Linked DNA regions of Mus musculus: region 1 is linked to region 2. A link is a contact called in public promoter capture Hi-C data. All regions are on one chromosome and are shown on one strand. The core of a region is the stretch at or near the end of the contact, and the rest is flanking DNA. Distances in the headings are between cores, read along the strand shown.

Region 1 (6,270 bases), core at 2,363-4,862, 940 kb before region 2:
TAGACTAGGCAATCTGGAACTCACAGAGATGTGATTAAAAGCGCATGCCATCACAGACTGGCTACAAGTTTTAATTGAATCTATTTATTTACTTGTGTGTATATTTACATGACGGCATGCATGCGTGTTCATGCATACATACTGTTGCATGCATTTGAAAGTCAGAGGATAACTTTTAGAAATTAGTTGTCTATGTCCATCATATGGGCTCTCCCCAGGATCAGGGTTGGTGTCAGTGTCTTTACCTGAAGAATCATCTTGCTGGTCCCATAAGGACATTTTCTGAGTCTCTACTCTCTTGGGATGAGAGGAAAATAGGAAGCTAGGAGGAGGCTAATTATTATCAGTTAGGTTGGTGGGATGGGAACAGTTGTAGGCACAGAATTTCTAAGTTAGGAGAGCTCAATGCAGGGGTGAAGGAGGGTTTTGCTCTGTGAGGCTGAAGTTCCTAGCACCCAAAGGGGACCCTCAGCACCCACATGCATAGACACAGCCTCAGCTAAGGGGAGATCCTGACTGTCAAAGCAGGGTGGACTTTGGCCCTAACCAACTGTGGGTAGTGCCTTGCAGATAATGTGCTCAGGCCTGGGAACACTTAAGAGGTAATGCAAATACACTGAACTTAGAAAATGGTGAAGGTACTTGAGCCATTTAAAAAAATTTTTTTTTTTGGGGAGGGTATTTCTCATGTAGCCCAGGCTGCTCTTTAACTTGCTATAGAGCCAAGAGTGAGTTTCTGATCCTCCTGTCTCCCTTTGAGTGCTGTCGGGCACAGTACTTGCTTTGGTTTGCTTGCTTGTTTACTTTAGGAAGGTCCTTGCTATGTAGACCAGGTTGGTCTCAAACTCACAGAGATCTACCTGCTTCTGCCTCCTAAGTCTGTGAGACAGGGTTTCTTTGTGTAGCCATGGTTGTCCTGGAACTCACTCTGTAGACCAGGCTGGCCTCGAACTCAGAAATCTGCCTACCTCTACCTCCTGAGTGCTGTTTATTTTATTTTTTAAAGATTTATTTATTATATATAAGTACACTGTAGCTGTCTTCAGACACACCAGAAGAGGGCATCAGATCTCATTACAGATGGTTGTGAGCCACCATGTGGTTGCTGGGATTTGAACTCTGAACCTCTGGAAGAGCAGTCAGTGCTCTTAACTGCTGAGCCATCTCTCCAGCCCCCCTTTTTTAAAATAAAAAATTATTTATTTATTTTATGTATGTGAGTACACTGTTGACCTCTTCATGCACACCAGAAGGGGCATTGAATCCCATTACAGATGGTAATGAGCTACCGTGTGGTTGCTGCCAACTGAACACAGGACCTCTGGAAGAGCAGTCAGTGCTCTTAACCCCTGAGCCATCTCTCCAACCCCTCCTGTTTCTTGAAGGATCAGTAACATCACCCCAGAAGACCCGTGCTCTGCTCTTCCTCCATCTGTGTGAGTATTCCTAAGCATACCTCCCCGTCCTTGATGGTCTTTGCTGCCTTTGGTTCATGAAGTTTGGCTAATCCTCCACTCCTTTGTATTGGCCGTGATTCTGCCTGAACGAAACTGGAATACGATCCTATCAAAATTCCTTGAACTGCTGCCTACTCAAGGATTTTCTTTTTATCTTTTCTCCTTTTAAATTTTTTCAGTTTCTTAAAATAATAATAATATTATATTATAATATTATAATATATATGATATTATAATATATAATAATATATAATAATAATAATATTATAATAATAATAACCACTATGTTGAACTATTCTTCAAAATCCAAACCTGGAGGTCAATGGGAGAGAATGTATTACAATATTCAAATGACTGAATTTTTAAAAAAAGAACATAATCACAATAGGTATTTGAATTAATGATATTAAAGAGTTATGCGCTAAAATGGGCATGGTGGTACATCCCTTTAACCCCTCAGGGCTAACTCAGGAGGCAGAGGCAGGCAGGTCTCTGAGTTCGAGGCCAGCCTGGTCTACAGAGTGAACCAGAACATCCAGGGCTACACAGAGAAATCTTGTTTCAAAACAAACAAACAAACAAACAAACAAACAAACAAATGCAGAGCAAAAACCCAAACCAAAGCAAAATGAAAAATTTACTTCATTTTGGGTCTTACTATGTAGCTTTGGCTGTTCCAGAACTCTGTAGAGCAGGCTGGCCTGGAACTCATAGGGATCTGCCTGCCTCTGCCTCCTTGGTGCTAATAGTAATGATATGCACTACCATATTTGGCCTGAGCACCAGTCTCTAGTTCCAACACCGTTTCCTGTCTTTCCCTGAAAGAGGAAATCATGTCTAAGCCTAACTAAAATGTCAGCTGCTCTAAAACAACCCTCCTATCACAAGATGTTTCTTTGTTTTCCCAGAGAAGCCAGTATACATGTGTTTTGTAGGAATTCTGCAATAGTTAGTACACTAAAATGAGAAAGTTAAAAGCATACAGTCATTAGGCAGGCATGGTACTGACAGTATTTTAATCCCAGCATTTGGGAAGCAGAGGCAGATCTCTCTGAGTTCAAGGCCAACCTGACCTATACAGCAAGTTTCTGAACAGCCAGAACTACATAGAGAGACCTTGTCTCAAACAAAACAAGCAAGCAAGCAAGCAAGCAAGCAAACATACCAAGAAACAAGCAGAAACAGCTTTGGGGAGACCGTTTATTTTGGCTCACAATTCCAGATTACAGTCCTCATTGTAGGGGTGTCAAGGCAGCAGAAACTTGAAGAAGCTGGTCACATCGTATCCACAGTCAAAAGCAGGGAGAAATGAATTAGTATCTGTATGCTTACTGTTTATCTCCCTTCTTATACAGTCCAAGACCCAAACCCACCCATAGTAGACTGGCTCTTCCTGCATCATGCCCACAGGCCACCCTGTCCCGGAGGGATTGTCTAACACTTTATTAAGACTCTTCCAGTCGGGCGTGGTGGCACACACCTTTAATTCCAGCACTCGGGAGGCAGAGGCAGGCGCATTTCTGAGTTCGAGGCCAGCCTGGTCTACAGAGTGAGTTCCAGGACAGCCAGGGCTACACAGAGAAACCATGTCTCGACCCCCCCCCCCCCAAAAAAAAAAGACTCTTCCTAGATGATCCTAGATTGTCAAGGTACAGTTAAAACTATTACCTTTCTTAAAAGAACATATTGTCCAATTGCCTTCTAAATATTTATGTTTGGGGACAGTGCGATGGCTCATTGGGTCAAAGTGCATGCCCCCAAGCCCGATGTGTGAGTTCTATTCCTGGGACCTATGTGGTGGAAGGAGAGAACCCACTCCACAGGTTGTCCTCTGACACACACTAAATAAACCTAGACAAATGTTAAAATATTTATGTTTCTACACATAGACTAATCCATCTCTCAGACTAGGGCAGAAAAACTACTTTTTGTAGAGACTCATTAAAATATATATATATGGAATAAATAAATAAATAAATATATATTTATTTATTTATTCCATATATATATGGAAGTGCAATAGAGCCAGGAGATGGGAACCTGGAGTGGCCATGACCGACCATAGAGACATACCTCCTTCTCGGACCTCCGAGCTTCCTAGAGAGGAACCGGACGTCAGCCCTTTCCATAGGGCACCTGCTTGACAGCATCCGCCACCCACTTCCGGTCCGCGCAGGCCTGGGCAGGTGCTAAGCGCGCAGTCAAGGCCCCGGGCAGGCCGGGTCGGGGCGGGGCTGGACGGAGCAAGCTGCTGCTCGGCGGGGCAGCAGCGGGCCAGGGGTCGTAGGCTCCACGCACAGCGGTGATCTCAGGTAAGATCCATGCGGGTCGCGGTCGGGCCAGGCTGGGGGCCTAAGGTGTCCAGGACCCGCAGGAAGACCTTGACCCTGGGACTCCGAAAAGGGACGCTAAGCGTTTTTAGACGCAGATGCAAGACAGGGATGGGAAGAATAGCCACGCGGCGCCTTCTGTCTGCCAGAGGCCTGGAAGATCCACGGGGGCCGCTTGCCCCAGGGCACTGGCGGACCGAGCTAGACAGTAGCAGGGACGTTCGAGAAAGCTGGATGAAGCAGAACGATGAGTGTTAGAGGTGGAAAGATGAGGAATCAGTTTCACAGGCGGACAGAGAAATACCATATGTAACATAAGGACGTGGCCTGCCGCACCCTAGTTGCGCTAATGAGCACAGCGCCTTACTGCTTTGGGCTTGGGGCCTGTTTTGTCAGCCCGCCTGCCCCGGAAGTAAACAAGACTGATTCTGGTTTTTTTTTTTTTTTTTACGGTCTGCATCGCAGCCTCTTTTTCCTAGGGTGTTATGTTTGCTACTCACCTGTCATTCTTTCCTCCCTTTCTCTTTCCTCCTTCCATCCTCTTCTGCTCTCCCTCTTTTCCAGTTTCATCGTACCCAGGTTGGCTTGGATCTCGCCATCCTCCTGCCTTGGCCTCTCAGGCCACTAACGACAGGCCTGTTACATCTTTCTTTTTTTCTAGACAGGTTTTCACTATGTATCTCTGACTGCCCTGGAACTCACAATGTAGAGCAGGTTGGCTTCAAACCCATAGAGATCGGCCTGCCTCTTATTCCCAATGTTGAAATTAAAGGTGTGCACCAGTACACTCAACTTTTTCTTTCGTCCTTTTTTTTTTGATATATGTATATGTGTGTGTGTGTGTACGTACATGTGTATAATATATGTGTGTGTGTGTGTGTGTGTGTATGTGTACGTATATGTATATAGCTGAGTATAGTGGCCCACAACTTTTTTTTTTAAATTTGTTTATTTACTATATATAAGTACACTGTAGCTGTCTTTAGACACGCCAGAAGAGGGTATCAGATCTAATTACAGATGGTTGTGAGCCACCATGTGGCTGCTGGGATTTGAACTCAGGACCTCTGGAAGAGCAGTCAGTGCTCTTACCTGCTGAGCCATCTCTTCAGCCCATATTTTTATTTTTATGTGATGAGTTTTTTTTTTTTTTTTTTCCTTACTGCATGTATGTCTGTGTACTGTATGCCTGGAGTCCAGAAGATGCAATAGATTTTCTGGAACTGGAGTTACAGACTCCAGTCTGTAAGCACACACATGGTGAAGCACCATGTGTGTGCTGGGAAGTGAACCTGGGTCCTCTGCAAGGACAGCAAGTGCTCTTTAATTGCTGAGCTGTCTCTCCAGCCTCACCTTTCTTTTTAGACCCCAATGTTTTGGGAGGGAGTCAGCTATAGCTGCCTGCATATTCTTTCTGTCTCTTTTTTTTCCTATGGGCTTGGGGCCTGTTTTGACAGCCTGCCTGCCCTGGAAGTAAACGAGACTGATTTTACGGTTTGCATTGCCGCCTCTTTTTCTTCTGGTGTAATATTTGCTTCCTTTCTGTCATTCCTTCTTCCCTTTCTCCTCCCTCCATCCTCTTTTCCTTTCCTGTTCTTCCAGCTTCCAGTGTCTGACATTTTTGTACATGCATATGCTATGTCTTGAGTATATATGCCCTAACTCTCCTCTCACACCCCTCCAAGGGACACTCAAACATCTCCTCCCATTTTCACGACCTCTTTTTTCTTGGTCTGAGGGCTGATTTTACTGGTTGATCCTATGTGGGTCTTGTGTAAATGGCGTGGCTGCAGTCAGTTCACAAGTGCCATGGCTGTGCCGTGTCCAGAAGATAGCATCTCACTGAACTCTTTTTGCCATCTTCTGACTCCTGGGTTCTTTCTGTCCCCCCTTGCACTATGTTTCCCGAGCCTTTGCTTTGTGTGGGGTGTTGATAACAGATGTCCCATTAAGGGCTGAGCTCTCAACAATCACTCATTCTCAGCACTTTGACCAGTTTTGAGTCTCTGCATTAGCTGCAAGTAGACAGAGGCTTCCCTGGCCAAGGCTGAGAGCAGCACCAATCTATAGGTGTAGACATAAATATTTAGAAGGTGGCTTGACATCATGTCTGTTTTAGAAATACCGCAGTAGTAGGTTCTCCCTTAGGCTCATAATCTCCCTGGCTATGGGCTTTTGAGCAGGTTTACAATCCCAGGTATGAATTCCCTCCGTGGGCATGTCTTGTCTGTCAGGCCATTCCTTACTGGAGCACACAAGTGTCACTGCTGGGAAGTACCCAAAAGTGATGGCTTTTCTCCTCCAGTGGCCTGTGCAGCGCCTTCCAGCACTATGAAAACCAGTTAACATGGAGGAAATGCCAGGTCAACTCCAGCTTGATTTTTTTTTTTTTCCTGTGTCCAAATGTATTGTGTCTTCTGCAGGGTTTTACCATCTCGTTACGATGGGCAATCAAGAGCAGTGCAGTAACCTGTATGGCATGG
Region 2 (6,964 bases), core at 3,956-6,455:
AGAACCTGTGAAATAAAAACTTTAGCAACTGGGGTCAGTGAGATGGCTCAGCAGGTAAAGGCACTTACTACTAAGCCTGACAACCTGAATTCCAAGAACCACATAGTAGGAGAGAAAAGATACCTATGGTTGTTCTGTAGCATCTAAGTACTCATTGTCAGTCACACACACACACTCACACACAAACACACACACACTCACACACACACTCACACACACCCTCACACTCTCTCTCTCTCACACACACACACACTCTCTCACACACACATACACACACACTAAATAAAATGTAATTTAAAAAATCTTAACTTACAGAGGATGATCTTTATTATTTTCATGGTTTATAAATCTAAGTTAACAGCAACCCCATGGTGGCTCACAACCATCCGTAATGAGATCTGACTCCCTCTTCTGGAGTGTCTGAAGACAGCTACAGTGTACTCACATATAATAAATAAATAAATCTTTGGAAAAAATTGAAGTTAATAATATTTGATACAGGGCTGGAGAGATGGCTCAGCGGTTAGGAGCACCAACTGCTCTTCCAGAGGTCCTGAGTTCAATTCCCAGCAACCACATGGTGGCTCACAACCATCTGTAATGGGATCTGATGCCCTCTTCTGGTGTGTCTGAAGAGAGCAATGGTGTACTCACATACATAAAATAAATAAATTTAAAAAACTAAAAAAATTAAATAAAATATTTGATACAAATACACATCAATTTAGTCACATGTCATTTATTAATATTTCATTAAAATTGAGATCTAAACTTGAATAATTTTGGTTACCAGAACCTCTAAGTAAGAACCTGTAAGTTAGGGCTGGAGTGATGGCTCAGCAGTTTCCAGCACCCAGACTGAGGGGCTCAATGTCAGCTCCAGGAGACCTGAGGGCCTGGGACCCTACAGCCTCTGCTGGCCTCCTTGGACCTTAACCTCATGGACACAACCCCCCCCCCCCCACCAGAGACAAACAGCAAAAAATAAAACTAATTTGAAAACAACAACAAAAGGATGAGATGTACTCACATCGAGTTTAAGTTTAAAAGAAAATTAGGGAGTAATTTTAGGGAAATGTTCAAATCTTGGTGCTTGAATTCTACCACAATATTTTATTATGTGAGCCACCAACATACAAATATACAAACACACAGACAGGCATATTTCAGCTCGTTTCCTATAAAGTAAATCTGAAAGGAAATGTATAGACTACATTGGACTTTTGGTTGGTCACAATCTAGCTGAATGTTAACACTTCAAATAAGTTAAGAATTAAGTTTCAAATAACAGTTTCTTTGTACAAATATTATGTAAGAGAAATAGAGAGCTAGAGTCTAGTTTAGTGGCAGAACACTTCCCTAACATGCACAAAACCCTAGGTTTCAATCCAAGTGAGGGTTGGCAGTGGAGGGTGAGAATTATGCGTGTAACACTTAATGCTTATGTACACTGGCTTTATAAGTTTGGCCTGTGTGTGTGTGTCTATATATTCAGTATTCTCATGTATTTATCAAACACAGAGGGCAGTGATTTTGTTATACTGCATAATTCTCAGACTCACAAAACAGTACTCAAAGGGAGGCACTCTCTTTACTTTAAATCCCTCCTTTCAATGATAGAAAAATTTCCCCCTTTGCCCATTTCTTACCAGGGGTGCCTAAAAGATTATGGTCTCTCATTAGCCGATAATCTTCATCACTGAGCTCATTAATAAACTGATAATAGGCTTCTTCTCTGTGGAGACGTTCTTGCTGCCATCTTCTCTCATTTTCTTGAAATGAGCTCTCTTCTCCACTCCCACCTGATCTAGATCTAGACGGATCCATCCTGAGACTTCTAGTTTCCTGTTTAAAGAACATGCACAAAGTCAATGCATCAGTCATGAGCTAACATGCTTCCTACTTTTTTTGTTTTGATTTGGCTGTTGGTTTATTGAGGTAAGCTCTTACTATGTAATCCTGGCTGGCCCAGAACTCACGATGTAGGCCACTAACAATCTCTTCATCTGTGATTCACCACTGCCTTTAGAGACTTACTGAACTGATATTCTAAGATTCTAAGAAGCAGTGTTCCCTCTCCTCGTCTCCTCACCAAGGCAGAAAGTCTGCTTCGAGGATAGCACTCAAATGTAGCCCCCACAACCAGAAACTCCCGAGGCTAACCATTCCACACTGAAGGATGGCCTGATACAGACAGCCAGAGCTCTTGTGTGTTTTCTCAATCCTCAGAGCCATGCACAGTGTGTTGTTTCCTGTTGGTTTTCAGTCTCAGAGACATCAACTTTGAGTCTTCAGTAGACACAGTAGGCAAAAATTATTTTCATCTCAATAAATTGCAGTGAGACAGTGGTGGTCATTTTCTATTCACCATCTTTTCTGGAAGGAGTACAGGACATCATCATCTACAAAGACGGTAGACTGTACTCCTAACTATCCTGGGATGCACAATGGAGCCCTCTGTACATCACAAAGACAGTGGGCTGTACTCCTAACTGTCCCAGGATGCACGAGGGAGCCCTCTGTACATCAAGAACATGTATTATTCAAGCCTAAAATTTTAACATGATGAATGCTTTTAGACACAATTTCGAGAGACAAAGATAAATTTTAAGAAGATGATCAATTTAATACTCAGATATGAGATATATGTGTTGAATTGTGTCTGACTTGGTGATAACTTTTAAAGCAAAGGCCTAGACCTACTAGCTCCTAAAAGTTGTTTTGTTGTTGTTTATATGTTGAGTTCTTTATTGTAAGACTTGACACATGCATTTGACTAGTGGATGCATTTAAAATAAATAAATAAATAAAGCCAGGCGGAGGTGGCACACGTCTTTAATCCCAGTACTTGAGAGGCAGATTTCTGAGTTCGAGGCCAGCCTAGTCTACAGAGTGAGTTCCAGGACAGCCAGGGATACACAGAGAAACCCTGTCCTGAAAAGCCAAAAATAAATAAATAAATGAATAAAATAAAATAAATAAATAAACTAGGCAGGCGGGTGGTAGCGCACACCTTTAATTCCAGCATTCAGGAAGCAGACGCAGGAGAATCCTGAGTCCAAGACCAGTCTGGTCTACAGTGAAACCTTGTCTGCAAAACCAAAAACCAAATAAAAAATGCAAACAAACAAAAACAAACAACCCTCCTAATTTTAAAATGCAATGCTAGTTAGTTGTCTTAGGGTTTCTATTCCTCCGATGAAACACCACAACCAAAAACCAAGTTGGGGAGGAAAGGGTTTATTTACACTCCCATCACTGGAAGAAGTCAGGACAGGAACTCAAACAGGGCAAGAACTTGGAGGGAGGAGCTGATACAGAGGCCATGGAGGGGTGCTGATTACTGGCTTGCTCTGCCTGTTTTCTTATAGAACTCAAGGCTACCTGCCCAGGGAAGCACCACTTACAGATAGTGGCTGGGCCACTAACTGAGAAAATGCCTTACAGCTGGATCTCATGGAGGCATTTCCTCAACTGAGGCTCTTTTCTCTGTGATGACTCTGGCTTGTGTCAAGTTAACACACAAAACCAACCACTAAACTAGGTGTAGTAACACATGTCTTCATTCCTAGCACTCAGGAGAGAGGCAGACTAATCTCTGTGTGCTCCAGAGCAGCCTGGTCTACAGAGTGAATTCTAGAACATTCAAGAATGTGTGTGTGTGTGCGCGCACACACACACACACACACACACACATATGAGACCCCTTGGGGGGAGCAAGATTCACTCAGATGTTAATTTAATTAATAATATCAAAAAGTAAAGGATTTCCATTTGCACTGCAATCAGTAACTATTAGCAAAGTGCATTTTTGGTGGTCACAGCAGAAACTTGGTTTTTTTTTTTTGGGTGGGGGGGGTGTTTCGAGACAGGGTTTCTCTGTATATCCCTGGCTGTCCTGGAACACACTCTGTAGACCAGGCTGGCCTCGAACTCAGAAATCCGCCTGCTTCTGCCTCCCAAGTGCTGGGATTAAAGGCGTGCACCACCACGCCCAGCTTAGAAACTTGATTTTTGAAACAGATGTTTAATAAGTGGAAATCTAATGACAAAAAAAGTCAAGTTCTTTAAAATATTAAAAAACCAGAGATCTTCTCCTCCAAGGCAATATTCTTGGATTAACTAAGCATAAGTAAGGCAAAATGAATACCTTATTTTCCTTTGAACATTCTTCTAACAGATGAGACTGTATCCATGCTTCTGATGTTTGTGCCTCTTTTGAGAGCTGCTCATCTGAATAAAAACAAAAGTTGTATTATTCAGCAAACTGCCTCTTTGAAGTCCCGGAACACCCAGTAGTCTCCCGACTCCTCTGCAAAGCCAGAGCTAAATTCTCCAGAAGGTTCTGTTATACCATCATCTAGGTAATTAGAGACTCATACAATTAGATAACAAAAAAAAAAAAAAAACCTCCCAGAAGGTCTCTCCTCCTACACTGTCACCGCTCCGAGGATTGCGCCTCCTCCTTTCTCAAAGGCCTTCGTACCGTATCACGTTCCCATCTGGGTGTAGCTAGGGTTAGGTGAGGAAGTTAGTTTAGTTCTAAGCCTTCACTTCGTTGTCAACCGCCCCCACCATCCCGCTACTGGTTCTTTTCCTTATCCTGTTAATCGAGGCCCCCGACTAGGGTTAAGATGAAGTCCCTACTCCAGTAAACGAACTGGACTCAGGAACCCGACCAATCTCACCTCAATCTAGCCTCAAGTAACGCTTCCCCTGCGACCTGGATTTGGCTTTGGGGCCGGCCAATCAGCAACTAGCAAAGCTCAACCAGCAAGCAATAAGCCAATCGGATAAGAGGTAAGTGTCTCTCCCCTCGGAACCCCGCCCCCTAGCACGTCCTCCTCTCCGAGGCGTCTCCCGGAAGTAGTAGTGAGACTCACCAAATGACCCTTCCCCCGCCCCGTGTACCCAACGCCCCCTCCCCCCGACCCCACCTCCAGCGCGATGACCCGCGGTTGTTCTCACCGAGGCGGCGAGGGGGCGGAAGGTTCTTGGCCGAGCCTTCGAAGGCCGCTACGCCCTCTAATCTTCCCCTGAGGCGCGAAGCTCAGAGTCTGTGTTGCTGCTCGGAGTCGACCTGGCGGAGAGAAAGCTAAGAGAGGAGCGTCCGATCTCCGGCCTTCTCGCACCGCCTCGGAGAACTAAGACTGGCCACCGTCTGCAGCGACCCTGCCGGTGCGTCTGGAAACGGCGCTCCCCGGAAGCCGAGCCGCGGCGCCCGAGTTCCGCATCTGCTGTGCGCAGGTCCGGCTGTCGCGGGCTCGGGTCAAGGCACTCAGAGCCCGTGGCGGCTTCAGGACCGAAGGCGGAGGCGCCTTTCCACCCTTTGGAAATGCCAGCTCCTCTTCTCGTATTTCAGTGTCCTTTGACGAAGTCTGGAGAAAAACGCATCTGTCAAGCTGTTCGTTGCTCATTACTACCCGGGTTAACTACCCAGTTTGAAATTTTCCCTTAGTGTAGTTCACTGGGATGAGGAAACTAAATATCAAGTGCTTGTGATGAGAAAGCACTTCGAAGCTCCCAATATTAACCATTCACGTTCTTTCTCTCCCGCTATCCCTTGTCTAATTTCTTTTTTCATTATATGACACCAGATTTACCCAACCATTTCTTGTGGTCCTGGTAGGGCCCTTTCCTGACACCCCCATCAGCCAAATGGCTTAATCAGTTTAATACGCGCATACTGCTGTGATTCATAACTCTTTCCTCCCTTCTTTCATTATTGAGTGACTTTGTTTTGTTTTGAGACGGGGGCTCATATAGCCCAGGCAGGCCTTTAGCTGGTGAGCTTCTTGCCCTTCTTAGGGATGTGCTACCATGTTTGCTGGGTGCTTTGTTACCATGATGTAGCAAGCCTTAGCATCAATGAAACTACTAGAGTAAAAGGTGATACTGTCTATCAGGAGGATTCCCCTCCTCTCTCCCCATCTGTTTAATATTTAAAACATAGGAGAGTGTTACAGATTTCTCCTGTAGAAAAGTGACCCCAATTGGGGAGACCAATGGCTTTAAAGTGGGTTGGGTCTTATTTAGGGTGTCCTGCTTGGTGATTATTTTCTCTCCCTTTGAATATTGATCCAAACTGTCTATATGTCCTTTTATGTTGTTGTTCTGAGGATAAGACTTTCCTTTGAGTTTCCTTCTGGAAGTAAGGTTATTGTTGGAGTTCCTTTCCCCAACTTCATCAGGGAGCTATGTGATGGAGACAGTGGTGGGTGTATGTCTCTGTGTAGCCTGACTTTGTTTTTTTTCTAGTATCCAATTGCTTCATGATTCTCTAAAGCTTTCTTTGTATAGCTCTATTTGGGATTGTGGTGGTTTGAATAGGAATGGTCCCCGTAGATCCATGTGTTTGAATGCTTGGCCATAGTGAGTGGCACTATTAGGAGGTGTGGCTTTGTTAGAGGAAGTGTGTCACTGTGGAGGCAAGGCTTTGAGGTTTTAGATGCTCAAGCTACAGCCAGTGTGAAACATATTCAGTCTCCTCCTTGCTGTCTGTGTATGGATTAAGATGTAGAGCTCTCAGCTCCTTCTCTAGTACCATTATCTCCTGCACACTGCTATGCTTCCCACCATGATGCTAATGGACTAAACTTCTACAACTATAAGCCAGCCCCAATGAAATGCTTTCCTTTACAAGAGTTGCCTTGGTCATGGTGTCTCTTTACAACAATAGAAACTTTGACTAAGATGGGGAGATGTCTATTTTTTTTCTTACTCTGACTATGTCTTTCAGAGGCACACATCAAGCCAGCCCTCTCATCTCTCACCTTACCTTGAAGTCCCTTCCATTTCTTTTTAATACTGGAAGTGGGACTTGTGAACAGACGTTCCCCCCTCCCCTCCAGGGACATGTTAAACACTCTACAAGGCAGATTGGTTAAAAGTTCCATGATTGTGTTACAAGTCAAAGCCAAATAACCCTGGGATATCTCTCGCCATGTCCCCCCACAATAACCAC

The links. Capture Hi-C pulls out chosen DNA fragments and counts their contacts.
Region 1: a contact with region 2 is called in a promoter capture Hi-C map of liver. The contact joins the promoter of Zscan25 here to the promoter of Rnf6 in region 2. A contact is called at or near these places in 6 of 39 promoter capture datasets (cranial neural crest, embryonic stem cells, frontonasal cranial neural crest and 3 more), 6 of 484 Hi-C or Micro-C datasets (B cells, CD4 T cells, CD8 T cells and 3 more), 13 of 115 datasets of contacts at active chromatin or transcription factors (the 230-238 cell line, astrocytes, effector CD8 T cells and 6 more) and 4 of 9 other capture datasets (adipose tissue, embryonic stem cells, liver and 1 more).

What each region holds. Positions count from the first base shown.
Region 1 is chr5:145,276,859-145,283,128 of GRCm38.p6, forward strand. It overlaps Zscan25 (zinc finger and SCAN domain containing 25), which reads left to right and starts at 3,613. Exons shown (of 6, transcript NM_001081431.2): 1 at 3,613-3,769. Gm38740 (a long non-coding RNA gene) reads right to left here and starts at 4,191. Exons shown (of 2, transcript XR_868692.2): 1 at 3,531-4,191; 2 at 2,648-2,728.
Region 2 is chr5:146,216,252-146,223,215 of GRCm38.p6, forward strand. It overlaps Rnf6 (ring finger protein (C3H2C3 type) 6), which reads right to left and starts at 5,206. Exons shown (of 5, transcript NM_028774.3): 1 at 4,969-5,206; 2 at 4,151-4,233; 3 at 1,650-1,845. The coding sequence starts at 1,827.